Regions from separate parts of the Capsicum annuum genome. Here region 2 is linked to region 1. Evidence: chromatin contacts called from public Hi-C data. All regions are on one chromosome and are shown on one strand. Each heading gives the region's core, a stretch centred on a gene start, on an enhancer-like site or on the middle of the called end of the contact. The rest is flanking DNA. Distances are from core to core; before and after follow the strand shown. Region 1 has its middle 24 kb from the start of LOC107858781. Region 2 holds the start of LOC107858777.

Region 1 (6,532 bases), core at 3,771-6,270:
AAATCAGACTAGCAGTTTCCCATTTCATAACATTGTGATCTTATTAATCCCATATTTAGGTCATAATCTCTTAATAAAACCTTTTATCATAGTAAAAAGGGGATATGCTCCCATAACATAGCAAACAACTGAATTCTTCCAATAATCTATATATGAACTAATATCATCAAGTTCAATTTCCATAATATCTTATTCTAATTTGAAACCAGCATTAGATACTTTAGACATATAAAAAGTGTCCTAAATTGATACCTGTTTTGACTAAAATCTCTTCTTCTCTTCTTTCATAATATCGTCCTATAACTTCTTTCCACTGGACATTATAGAGGGATAGCTTGCATCATCATATTCCATTGTTCCTAATCTAATTGGACTCGAGTTTTCTCCTAGGCTTTGTCTGCATGATTTGTTTTCCTTACCGTTTCATTGGAGATATCTTATGCTAAATTAGACCTAGCCAAATTCCCTACTGAAACAGGACCAGCATTGGAGGATCCTTCTATGCCTACTTCATCACTTGTCCTTGACGAAGATGCTTCATCGGAGCTGGGTTGAGTCGAGTTGCGACACTGTTTCATTAGTTAAGAGTTTCAAATTGCCCCAACTCGACTTCCCTTCTTTCTTATGTGTGTGCGCGCGCGCGTGTGTATATATATATATATATATATATCCACAAGATTATTTAAAACCACAAGATCTATAGTACATTTAATACATTACTCAATCTTTAATATAACACCGCAAAATTCAAAAGTCTCTTATATTAGCTTTAAGGTTTTGTGTCATGTCAAACTAAAATTAATACTTAAATTAGAAATAGAGGGAGTAATATTTTTATTAGGTTACCAATTAATACTTATAGTAATAAATATTTACTTGTAATTCTACTTAACTATGTAAAATATAATATATATATATATATATATATATATATATATATATATATATATATAGAGAGAGAGAGAGAGAGAGAGATATACTACATAACAATTATTTAAAAACACAAGATCCAAAGTACATTTTAATATATTACTCACATCTTTAGTATAGCACCATAAAATTCAAAAGTCTCTTATATTATTTTTAAAATTTCGCGCGGTATCAAATTAATACACTTAAATAAAAAGTAGTGGGAGTAATATTTTTATTAGGTTACTTTTAATACTTATAGTAATAAATATTTGCTTGTAATTCTATTTAATTATGTAAATACTAGTATACGTACCTGCGCGATGCACGGTCAGTTGATAAACGAAAATATAAATATTCAAATTTATTGAACAATTTCAAAATTTCAAATCATTGTTTTTTCAACAAAAAATTTAGAGTTTAATTTTAATTATTGAAACATCTACTTGTGAATTTAAATGATATTTTAGATTGTGATTTTCATTCTTATATTATTTTAATATTAAATTAAGATAGTAGTGAACTGATCTTTTGTAATATGACTTTTATATGGTAAATCGAAAATATGTAAATGTGTCTTTATACTTTCATATTTTCAGCTCAAATTTGTATTTTAACTTCTCAATATTGTGTCAAGCTTGATGTATCTGCAAGGATCTCGATTTCAGCACATATTACTATATCCTCCTTCCTTCAAACCAACCTACCCATCTTCAATTCTTTCAGAAAAAGGAAGCACACAAAGGTTAATATTCTCACGGAGAAGCATTTTGTTCCTCAAAAAAGGTCTATGTTTCTCAGCTATGGTATTCAAAAATCAATCTAAAAATAAATTAAGAAACTTTATCATAATGCTTCATATTATCTTTCCCTCATCTTTTATATTAACACATTCGCATTATTGGAACCACCTTATGGTAAGGACTGTTAAATGACATCTCTTTCATACAAAAATTACACTGCTCATCTAATGATGGTATTCACCACACATTTACTTGCAATTTTTTCCCTACCAAAATATTTTGATAAATCCCTCTAACTGTTGCACAATCTACTTCAGACATTCAATTTCTAACTGAACAACTACTTTTGTCATCAAGATTAATACTAAGTAAAGAAGGAAAGTACTCATTTTTTACATGGTCAATTATGAAGAAATAAGAAATGTCTCTAACTTGGGCTTTAAATTGTCTAATTCTGTCCGAATAAATGAGAACACATACGAACGCTTCTAATCACAAATTTTTAGAGTTATCAATGGTAACTCTTCATCATATTTCTCAATCACCATTTCGGTTGATTCCTAATCTTAATCGCCAACACACTCCACCAAAGAATTACGACAAATTTATTTCATTATCTGAAACCCTAAAAATTACAAAGTAATCTTTTAAAGAATAGCGAATCGAGTGCTGATAAATAATACAAAAAATTTAAAAAATTCAGTATCATGTTATGATTTTTAAGATCCAATAGAAATATTTTTATTCAACAATATTATTTTGTTTAGGGCACGAAAGAAATTAGAGGAAGAGAAAGAAACATGTTGTGAATATGTTTACCTGATAAGAGTAAGAGAAAGAGAAATACGTTAAAAAAATTGTATTCTCAAGGAGATCTCCATTCAAATTGCTAATGTATAGGCCATCAAAAATTCTTGTAATTGATTTAATAATTAAATATATTTTAAGAAATAACATATCAATCCTATTATCATTATTATCAAATCAATTTAATGAGGATAAATTTGAGTAATGTAATCACTTGTAACCACACTATCTTTCAAAATACCTTGTACTTTTATCAACTCTCAATTAATAATTTCTAGCATTCACTTTATCTTTCAAAATATGTTTTATTGTTATCAACTTTCAATTTTAAATACTCTTTATTTTTTTGAAAAGAAAAAAAAGAAAGTGAATAAATTTGCTTTTGTTAAAAATTTCAAAAATTAAAATATCCAATTAAACGAATTTTTTTACTGCTATTTTCAAAATTTGAATTCAAAACAAATGATATTGTCAGTTTTTTTCGTGTGTAAGATTATAATATATTTACATGTTACGTATCATCCATCTTTTTTTATGTTCATTGATGACAAATACTCCATGTAATCATATATATATAAAAGAATTTTCAGAACAACAACTTTAAATTAACATATTTACTACAAATTCAGATAGATATGGATTAAGTTAAATAAATAAAATTTAGATAGATATATAACAACATTGGAGTATATTGAAAGAGAAAATTTAGCACTATAGTTTATTTTAAGGAGTAACATGAAACCTAGAAAATTTATTGGTGAACAAACTTTAATAGAACAAACTTCATTGCATTTTGATGTACTTTCATCAACATTACCTGCTTCTTTAACTTTTCAAAGTTCAACAAAAGAAAAGTATTAAACTGAACATAAATCAAAAAAATACGTCAAAAGATGAATTTATTGTAGTTTGATTCAATAGATGAAGTTTTCTAGTTTGTTTAGACTTCTGCGAATAGGTTTAATTAGGCTATTGATATATATAAAAGTTGTCAAGATAGATAGTGGGTTAGTTTAAAATTCAAATTGTAAATTTGATTTACTTGGGATAATGATAAACCTAAAAAAGACAGAGAATTGTAAAATTTAATGTATTTTAATTTTAATATTATTTTCTTGCTATATTATTTTTTATTTTTTTTCAAAAAATGACTGTTTTACATTTTCAAAAAAATATATAGCTGTGTAGACTTTTTTCTCATTATATTTTTAAAATTGTAATTAGTTTAGAAATTTAGCAAAATATTGTTAATCCTGCATGTTGGGAAATTTTATTTTTTAAAATTTTTCATTTTTTTTAATTAATATAGTGGTAATTGAAAATTTTATTTTAATTCTAATTTTTAAGGTGTAGTGTGTTAAACCGTTTTTGTGTGGGGAAGTTTTATTCTTTTTGAAGTTATATTTTAAGTTTAATTTTTAAAGAAAATTCTAGTTTTTTATGATGATGACACGTATTATTTTTGCTTCTCTTTTTATATATAGGTATTTTTTATATCATCAGTGTATACAGTGGCGGAGCCAGAAATTTAATGAAGGACGTGTATATTTTATTTTCAACTACGTTAAGAGTGTGCCAAATTAAATATACACTCATAAAGGTTAATATTTAACCTCTATTCACCACATAATTTTCCGGCGAAGAATGTGACCACCCTTCGCTAAAGGTGGCTCCGCCCATGAGTGTATAAACCTTAACTTTTTTCCTTCTCACAAAGAAAATGGTGGTTTCTAACTTATCCAACATAACTACGACCCTTAACCTAAAGATTAGAGATGGATTTGCTTTAATTAGTTCTATAATCAATGCTACCAGCCTACCACTTCAGTTTAATTGGATAGTCAATCAGCTCTAATATTTTTTGGGAAAATTTCAGAAATAACAACTTTGTAGCCTTAATTATAACTTTTATAGCAACAGTTTCATAATTATAAAAAATAGCAAATTGTATTTGTATTTAAGTAAAATGTTACTATATAAATATATATACAAATATATATGTATTACTCATAAATACATATGCACAACTGAAAAATACATATTCTTCTATTACTATGAAGTGAGTAAAATATTGCTATTTTGCTATAAGTTGTAATTTTAAAAAAGTATTGCTATTTATTGTAATTATAGTCTTAAGGATGCTAGTTTCTGTAATTTTTCCTATCTTTTTTATCTCTCGCGTATTTAGTGAGTGGCATTACAAGTAAGCCACAAAGATACATATGAAGTCAAAATATTGTGACAAACGTTACATAACTGAGATTTAAACTTACACATACAAGCAAAAAATTATATTTGGAAGATAAATAAACACGTATTCTTGTTACCTCACCTTGCCAATTAACTTGGGGCTTGTTGAAAGTCATGATGGGGAAGAGAACAGACATTGGTTTGAAGACCACTATTTACAATATAGTCAAAATTTACGAAATATTTAAATTTTAGCCACTCAGAAATTCAATTCCACTGATTCGAGTTTAAAACTGAAATTTGATAAAGTCTAAGTTCAGACCGTAGATTTGACATTTAAATGTCAATTTAAACTTCAGATCTTCGAATATGGAGTGGGAAATTTTGGCCCAAAGATCTAAGGTTGAGAATTGGTCAGAAAAAATTGACTTCAACCTAGTATAATAAAGTTAATTTTAGTGCAAAGTACTAGAAAAAGGATGAGACTGGTTGAAAATACTCATATTGTTGGAGAAATTTGGAAGTGAAAAATGGATGACAAAGGAAAAAATTGATGGATTCTTCTCTACGACGTGATGCCTTTGGGTAGTTCTGAAATGCATTAAATTATAACAGTTCATCCAATGATATTTTGTCCTTTATGCACTAAATTTTGGATATTTTTTAAAAGTTGACTAAGTTTTAAATACATGTAAAATCGAATATCTCGTGCAAATTCTAATAGTAACAATTATGTCCAAACCATGAGATTTTATAGCTATCTGTCGATTTGAGCTTAATTCAGTCGAGCATAGTACAAAACCAACTTCACACGTATTAGAGATCATGCACATTGGCAACTAATGGCAAGTGCTTGCACATACAATCACTTGGAAGACTGATATTTAAGGTATAATCAACATTTACAAATTTTTAGTTTAGTCACTTAAAAATCAACTTTAGACTTGCGGGACTTTAGTTAGAAAAATTGAATTTGAATTGACAAACTTAAAAAAGTATTGATCTAAATTTGATTTTATCAAAGTCTTAACTTCAAACAGATGTTTAAAGTTCGATACATGTCTTGTGCAAGCAAATTTCAAATATTTTGTCTGAAGTTTAGCTTGTCGGTCCCAAACTTCAAACCTATATATCTGATGTTTGAACATTGAGTCCGACAAACAAACCTCAGATGAATATGTCTAAAATTGGCATAGCCCATTTAGAACTATATATATTTAAAAGTAAATTCACTTACAATTCTTTTTCGAAGTACTCAAATGCAAAACAACCCGCAGATTTCTTTAGTCAATATGGATTAATTTTTTATTTTTTGTTTTGGCAATTGAAAGCACTTTATTAATTAACAAAGTGAGAACATAACAAAACTAAGGTGGACAAACCTATCCACCCTCTTCAGTGTCTACCCTCTAGTCCTTGTAGTAATACACAACTAACTACCACGTAATAACTATCAAGGTTTCAACTTTATAACTTCCTTATGCGGTATCTCCTATTTCCTCTGATCCTTATGCACAGACTCAGCCTGATGTGATGAAGCAGGATGGTACTGGAAGTAGCTTCATTCTGAAAAATTCTCTTACTTCCCCAAGTCCATATAGAGTGGATCACAGCTGCAAGGCTAGCCTTCAAGATGACACCTTTTTGTGTGTTTTCCCTTGGTATGTTATTTGACCCATCGCCATTCAGCCTCCCAGTCCGGGATCCTCTCCTATAGCCCCATAGTGTTTTGAGTGTAAGAACACTCAAAAAAATAAGTGATTAGTATCAGGACTAAAGAGCAGAAAGCACATTCATAGACATAGGTATGCCCCATTTCAACAGCAAATATTTGGTTCTCAATCTCCCCAGAAATTGCAGCCACAAGATGGTCCGTTTGGGTT
Region 2 (6,321 bases), core at 809-3,308, 260 kb before region 1:
AAAAAGAAGTTAAAGATTGGGCCCTTTCAAATCTAGCCAAATTTTGGGCCTATTCTTCTTGGACTTTTGGTCCATTTCTGCAATGTATACCCAGCTGTATACTGACTGTATATCAGTTTTCCTGCTGCTGCCCTTTTGTGTATATACAGCGAATATAATACCGTATACTGGTCAAATATATACAGATTTTGGCCTTCCAACCATATAATCAGTTTCCTTTTCCATTTCCCCTTATCCAAACCTGTATAATGGTGTATATCTTCTGTATACCAGCACAAAACAGTCCCTTTGGGACTAGGATCTGAGCTTTTGACTCGATGCAAATCAGGTTTAACCCAACGGAATGCGAGAGAGGGAGTCTGAGGGACTCAACGGAGGAGTTCATGCATATGAAAAAAAAATAAGGATTAGGATATATTTCTGTTGGAATAAACTCAAGTGGGAAAAAGTTTGCATATCAAACTAAAATAAGCTACTAATTTTCAGCAAACTAAGATGTCTTACTTATCTAGTATCTTATTCAATGGGAATCCTAACCAAAAACAATAACATAGGTTTGATGTCTTAGCACAAAACTGTAGCAAAATAAATAAATCAGTGGGTAGTATAAAACACTTCACTTTAGCAGGTCAATGAAAACATTGTGGGTCATTAATGGGTAAATAGAAACACAACTAGATTCTTGGCGTGTTAGAACGAGAGAAGGGATTAATTGCAAACATAAACAAATCTCAAGACATTTTTATCCGAATTATGGGGTCATTACTGATGGACGGAGCTTTAAGAAAACCACATAACGTTTGGATAGTCTACTCCGATAGAAACTACAGAGAAAGGGGGGCATGAAAATAGGGAAGAATCACACAAATCTGCACACTTCACTAAACATTTGTTAAACAGAATGGTGCAGCCAAAACGACGAAAAGCATGCTTAGCCAAAAAAGAACTCGAAGGAGCTCACACTCCAGATTTTCTAAGTCTTACAGAAGTGAAACAAAGGTTTCATCCCCTAGACCAGTTAAACAAGTCACAGTAAGTCAGAAATTCAAACACGCAAATCGAAAGATTAATTTTAGTAGAATCTAAATCAAGCATGAGAAGGGTAGGAACATTCATACGAGACAGAGACTTAATTTCCAAACTCAACACCTTACATCGCGATTGGTCGCAGCAACAACCAATTTCAAGGACAAATCAAATTATTTCAGGATATATCTGCCAGCCAATATCGAAATCCTTTGTTCCGAATTGAGCAAGCAAAACAGAGTTCTCAACAATTCAACTTGTTCCACAAAACCAACATTACCTAACCTATTTAAGGATGAAGCAGATATCAAACACAAAGACCTATGACTTTCAAAAGCTAAGAAGAAACAACGAGGAAATTTAAGGGTGAAAAATGTGTTTACCTTCTTCCGGGCAGCGAACCGGAAACCACGAGCCAAATTGGATATCCCACCACACCGGAGTTTAAACAACATTTTGTCGAAATTCAAAGTGTTTTCCAGAAATCAAACCTACAAATTCCCAAATTTCCCCCCAAAAATCCCCTCCTCCTCCTTCTCAATCTCCTCTATTTATAGGAGGAGATACTGATTTTTTATCTTCAAAAAATGGAGGAACACATCCCCTAAAACTCGGATTTGGACTCACCTTCCTGATTTGGATTGGATTTTGGAATTGGAAACACTCAATCTTAAGCAAAGGTCAACAAAGATGGCTCCTAGGCCTGCAAAATTGCAGAGATAAGGTGAAGAGAGATGATTTTCGTGATTTGAGGGTCATTGTTTTTTGAATTTTTGGTGTTCGCGCCGGGTCGGGTCAAGTTGTAGCCGTTGGTTGTTACTGTTTTGCGTTTTGACTGGTTAGAATTGGAGTTGTTCATCGTTGGGATTTTGCCGTTGTTGATGTTATTGGATGTTGGCTGAAGTTTTTGTTGTTGCTGGTATGTTGAATTGCGTTGTGCTGTTTTGACATCAGTTGTCTTGTTGTCGTTGAAGATAATGAAATGGGCCGGGTTGGTCAGAATTTTGGACCTGTTTGTTGTTGTTTTGTGTTGCTGCAGGGACTTGCGTCTCTTGTTGTGGCCCATTCTCTAAAAACAGAATAGGTTATTTTTTGGTCAATTCTTGGGTCATTTAAAATATAGTCAAATGGTAGGATCAAATTATCTATTGAATAACTAATATTTCACACCCTCAGTCAATAAATTTAAATTTCAATCAAATTGATAAATTAATGAGCTAATTGCATTGCAATTATGATCAAATCAATTTCAATTATGGTCAATTTAAATTGAGTCAAAAATTTGAAATGAATTACTTACTAATTCAATTCTGAGCTTCTTGATTCGATAAAAGCAAACGAATATTTTTTTTAAATAAATTATTTTAAATCAAGATTTTATCCATTTTAATTCATATTCTGAATAACTCTTGATTAAAATTTATTTTTTTTCGTAAAATTATATGATCTCGTATATGCAACTACAAAAACATATAATAGTTACTTACAATGACTAAAAAAAAAAGACTAAAATTACCTAGATAAATACTTTGGAAAGTTTTTATTTTGATAGAATAAATATTGTCATTTTATTAAGAATCGAAGAAACTTGAAATTGAACTTAGTCGTGGAGGGTAAAAATTAGGTGTCAACAACTGCCTCCTTCCTTTGAGTAGGGTGGATACAAGTAATTCTAGGCAAAGGGAGTTTGACATTCCTAATTTTTGTCCGACCACAAATTCATTTATGAAAGAGTTTGATTTTCGCACGAGTTTCATGGAGTTATGGCCTGACCTCGGTATCAGGTTTCCTACATATCTCAAGTTACATGAGAATTCAGGCCACTTGTAGTTGATAACACTTGATTTTAAGCATGATTTTCAAGGAATTCACAAGCTATTCCGATTTTTGAATTTTGATGAAATCAGAAAGCTAGGGAATAAGCGAATTTGGGTGAGGTTGGAATGTAGTCGAGTTATCTATATAGAGCCTAGCCTACATACAGTATATATACCACATAAATATACTTTTTACAGAGAAAATTTGTGCAAGCATATACAGTAATTCGTTATTCGTGAATTTGTTAACTTCACCTAAAATTTTGTGAAAATTTGTGCAAGTATATACAAAATTTATTAAACTCTGTACCCTTACTGTCCAAACATTCCTTAATTTTTTTGATTAAAAAGAGAGAGATGGCTGAGAAAAAAATAAGTCAAAGTGCCGTTATAGTGTTAACTCATATGAAAAAAGATAGAACAATTATGGGAGGACTTGTATTTCATATTTTTATATTAGTGATCACATTTGAAAAAATAAATGGATGGACAAAGTGACTTTTTTCAAAAAAATAAAATAAAATTAACCACATTAAAAGAAAAAGAAAAAAAATAGTGAAAAACAAGCAAAAAAAAAAAAAAAAAAAAAGAAGAAAGAGAAATACCACATTTAGAAGCCATTTTGCTGACTAGTATATGATAATATGAATTCACGGGCTATTTTTGTGGAAATACTTTGGCCGACAGGCCATTTCTCATCCTTTCCCCAACTAATTACTCTTTCTATTATGGTAGCTTTTTAGATGATTGCTTACTTCTCTTTTAATTCCTCCTTTTCGTTGTCTTGCTCTCCCCCCACCCCCACCCCCACTCCACCCTTTCTAATTTTTTTTAAATCATATTATTCTTTTTTTTAAACACCTTTTTTAAATGTAACTGATATAGGACAATTGTTTGCTTTCTTTTTATCTATATCAATTATCAGAATAATAACTTATAATACATCATTCTTGTTTTTCCGATTTTTTTTCTTTTTCTGCTTTTCTAGTTTTACTTATATTTTTTTAAAAAAATCCATATACACACCTTTTTTGCTCCTTTATTTTTGTTCTTTTTTTACGACTTGGTACCGTCATTCAATGCATGGGGAGATCTCTCGCTAGTTTTTTGGGAATGACTTCGTTGAGTTTGTATTTATTGGGCTTCTAGTTGAAATTATATTTCGATTTGTAAATTTTGTTTGGTATATGCTTCTGATTAGAGAAATTTGTAGTCTTCTGCCCTTCTCCTTGCTTGAATTGGTTCTGATAAAATTGCATTGCCTACATATTTATCTTGTACTCTCTTCATGGAGCCTCAATAGGTGTGAGAGGCTTGCTTTGGATGGTTTCATGCGGGGCAGGGGTAGGCCGAAGAAATACTGGAGAGAGGTGATTAGGCGGAACATGGAGCAGATACAGCTTACTGAGGACATGACCCTAGACAGGAAAATCTGGAGGACGCGTATTAGGATAGAAGGCTAGTGACTTTTTCAGTAGGTAGGATAGGGCTTTACTTGGCCGGTGCAGTATTCTTGTTATGCTGCATTACGATTGTTTACTATTCTTTGTTTACTACTCCTTATAGGTGGCGTATTTATGTCATGCCATATTGTTCCATGCTTTGTGTACGTTTTTTATGACTTATCTTATCTTGAGCTGGGGTCTATCGGAAACAGTCTTACTGCTTCTCCAGAGATAGTGGTATGGACTGCGTATATCTTACCCTCCCCAGACCTCACTACGTGGGAATACACTGGGTTTGTTGTTGTTGTTGTCTCTTCTCCTGTAATCTGTTTCTATTTTCTTTTATCGGATTATGAAAAAAATCTAGTATTTGTAGCTCCTTCTGAGAACCAGGTGACGCTAGTCTTTTGTCTCCAAAATTCTTTCTCATAATGCGAGTATTGTTTCATTTTGTCTAAAAGCTCGATCCTCCTTCAGCTTTCACATTTTAGCCATTTGCTTCCCTCTTCTTTTCCTTTCTTGTTCTTTTTCTCGAGCTCTTACAAGATCCATTTGTAAATACAAAATCTAAAAATGAACTTTCTTGTAGTGATTGAGCTTTAAAATTATAATTGTTTGTTTTGACATTATCTCTTGACAGTTTGTTGAGTTAGTGCTTGAAGAATTGACGATTGAGATGGCGACACTTGATTAGGTGGTAAACTTTGAATATGAATTTCTAGATATGAGATTTGTTGTGGTGTCTATCCAGATATCGGTTTCGAAGTTTTGTTATGCTGAAAATATACCATTAATCAATGTTTTAGTTGATTTCAATTCTTTATCTTCCATCTTTTTTAAAAAAAAAAATTGATAAGGTATGATACATTATTATGGATGGCGTTATTATGGATGGCGATAACCAATAAGTACGCTGGTTTTGTGGTGGTGGTGCCCCAGAGTATGAATTAAAACATGATGGTGTATATTTCCTACATATAATATGTATATATATAGTGTATACGGTTGTGACGTGAAGTGGAGTTAGATGTAGGGGCGGCTCGGGGCGGACCCACATAGGTTCAAGTGGTTTCATATGAACCCACTTCGTCGAAAAATTACACTGTATATATACGTATATATAAGCAGTTTTTACAAATTTAAAAGATATATATTATATATTGAACGCATTATAAACAAGAGGATGACCCAGCTTAGTGATGATTAAATTGTTGAAACATATGTCCCGTGTTCGAGCCCCTGTAAGGGCGGTTTTTTTAAATTATTTTATGCAGCAACTTTGAATCCACTTGGTGAAAAGTCTAGGTCCGTCACTGGCTCAAGTAAAGTCTAGGTCGGTAGGTTAGATTTTGATGTTAATTTTTTGAGTCTTTGAATTTGGAAAAAGAGAATAAAGAAGAATAGAAGAAAGAGAGAGGAGTGAACGTGAGTAAGAGAGAAAAGGTGAGAAAAGTGGATAAAAAAGAGATGATTAAAAGATCAAAAGTAAAGGAAACGTTTTCTATGGAAAAGGTAAAAAAAGATATCATCTGAATAATAAATTACTTATTCGTTGACTTTAACAAAAATCTCTTACTTTTGAGTTTTTTACTTTTTTTATATCTAATTCTATTTTTTTAGCTGTCCACCTACTTAAAAAGAACTTTTCATATATTTTTTTTATACTACTAATATATTAAGTGGTAGAAAATGAGGCCCTCCATAAATGGAGGTCTCAGGTAACAACCTAAATTTTTGTAAGGGGAAAGGACAAATATGACCTCTTGGTCAAACAAATTCCTCCAAAAATAACTTAAGAATTGTAATTCCACACAGGCTCTTTTTTAATATGTCAATTCATTGTTTTCTCTTTTTCTTTTTTTCCTTTGTTGGCTGCTCTTCTCACTCTCTCGCGCTATTCTTTTTAAAATTTTAAGAAGAAACTTTTTTTATTTTAACAATTAAATATAATTTTATGACATTTTTTTCCTCAATAATTTATAGTTAGAATAGAAAAAAAATCAATACGTTATATTTTTTATTCCTATTATTTT

What was found. A called contact is a pair of places that touch in the nucleus more often than the background predicts.
Region 2: a contact with region 1 is called in a Hi-C map of leaf, with 2.5 times the contacts expected there. The contact joins the promoter of LOC107858777 here to the enhancer-like site in region 1. A contact is called at or near these places in 2 of 5 Hi-C or Micro-C datasets (both in leaf).

The regions. Positions count from the first base shown.
Region 1 is chr2:96,958,844-96,965,375 of UCD10Xv1.1, reverse strand. No RefSeq gene overlaps it. Among protein-coding and RNA genes, the nearest start is that of LOC107858781, 24 kb to the right of the region's middle. Within about 2 kb of position 5,020, at least 2 of the 5 cell types and tissues checked have an H3K27ac peak or open chromatin away from gene starts, as enhancers often do. A contact at or near this core is called in leaf, where this site is marked.
Region 2 is chr2:97,212,701-97,219,021 of UCD10Xv1.1, reverse strand. LOC107858777 reads right to left here and starts at 2,058. Exons shown (of 2, transcript XM_016703564.2): 1 at 1,410-2,058; 2 at 1-359. The coding sequence starts at 1,481. The coding sequence ends at 33.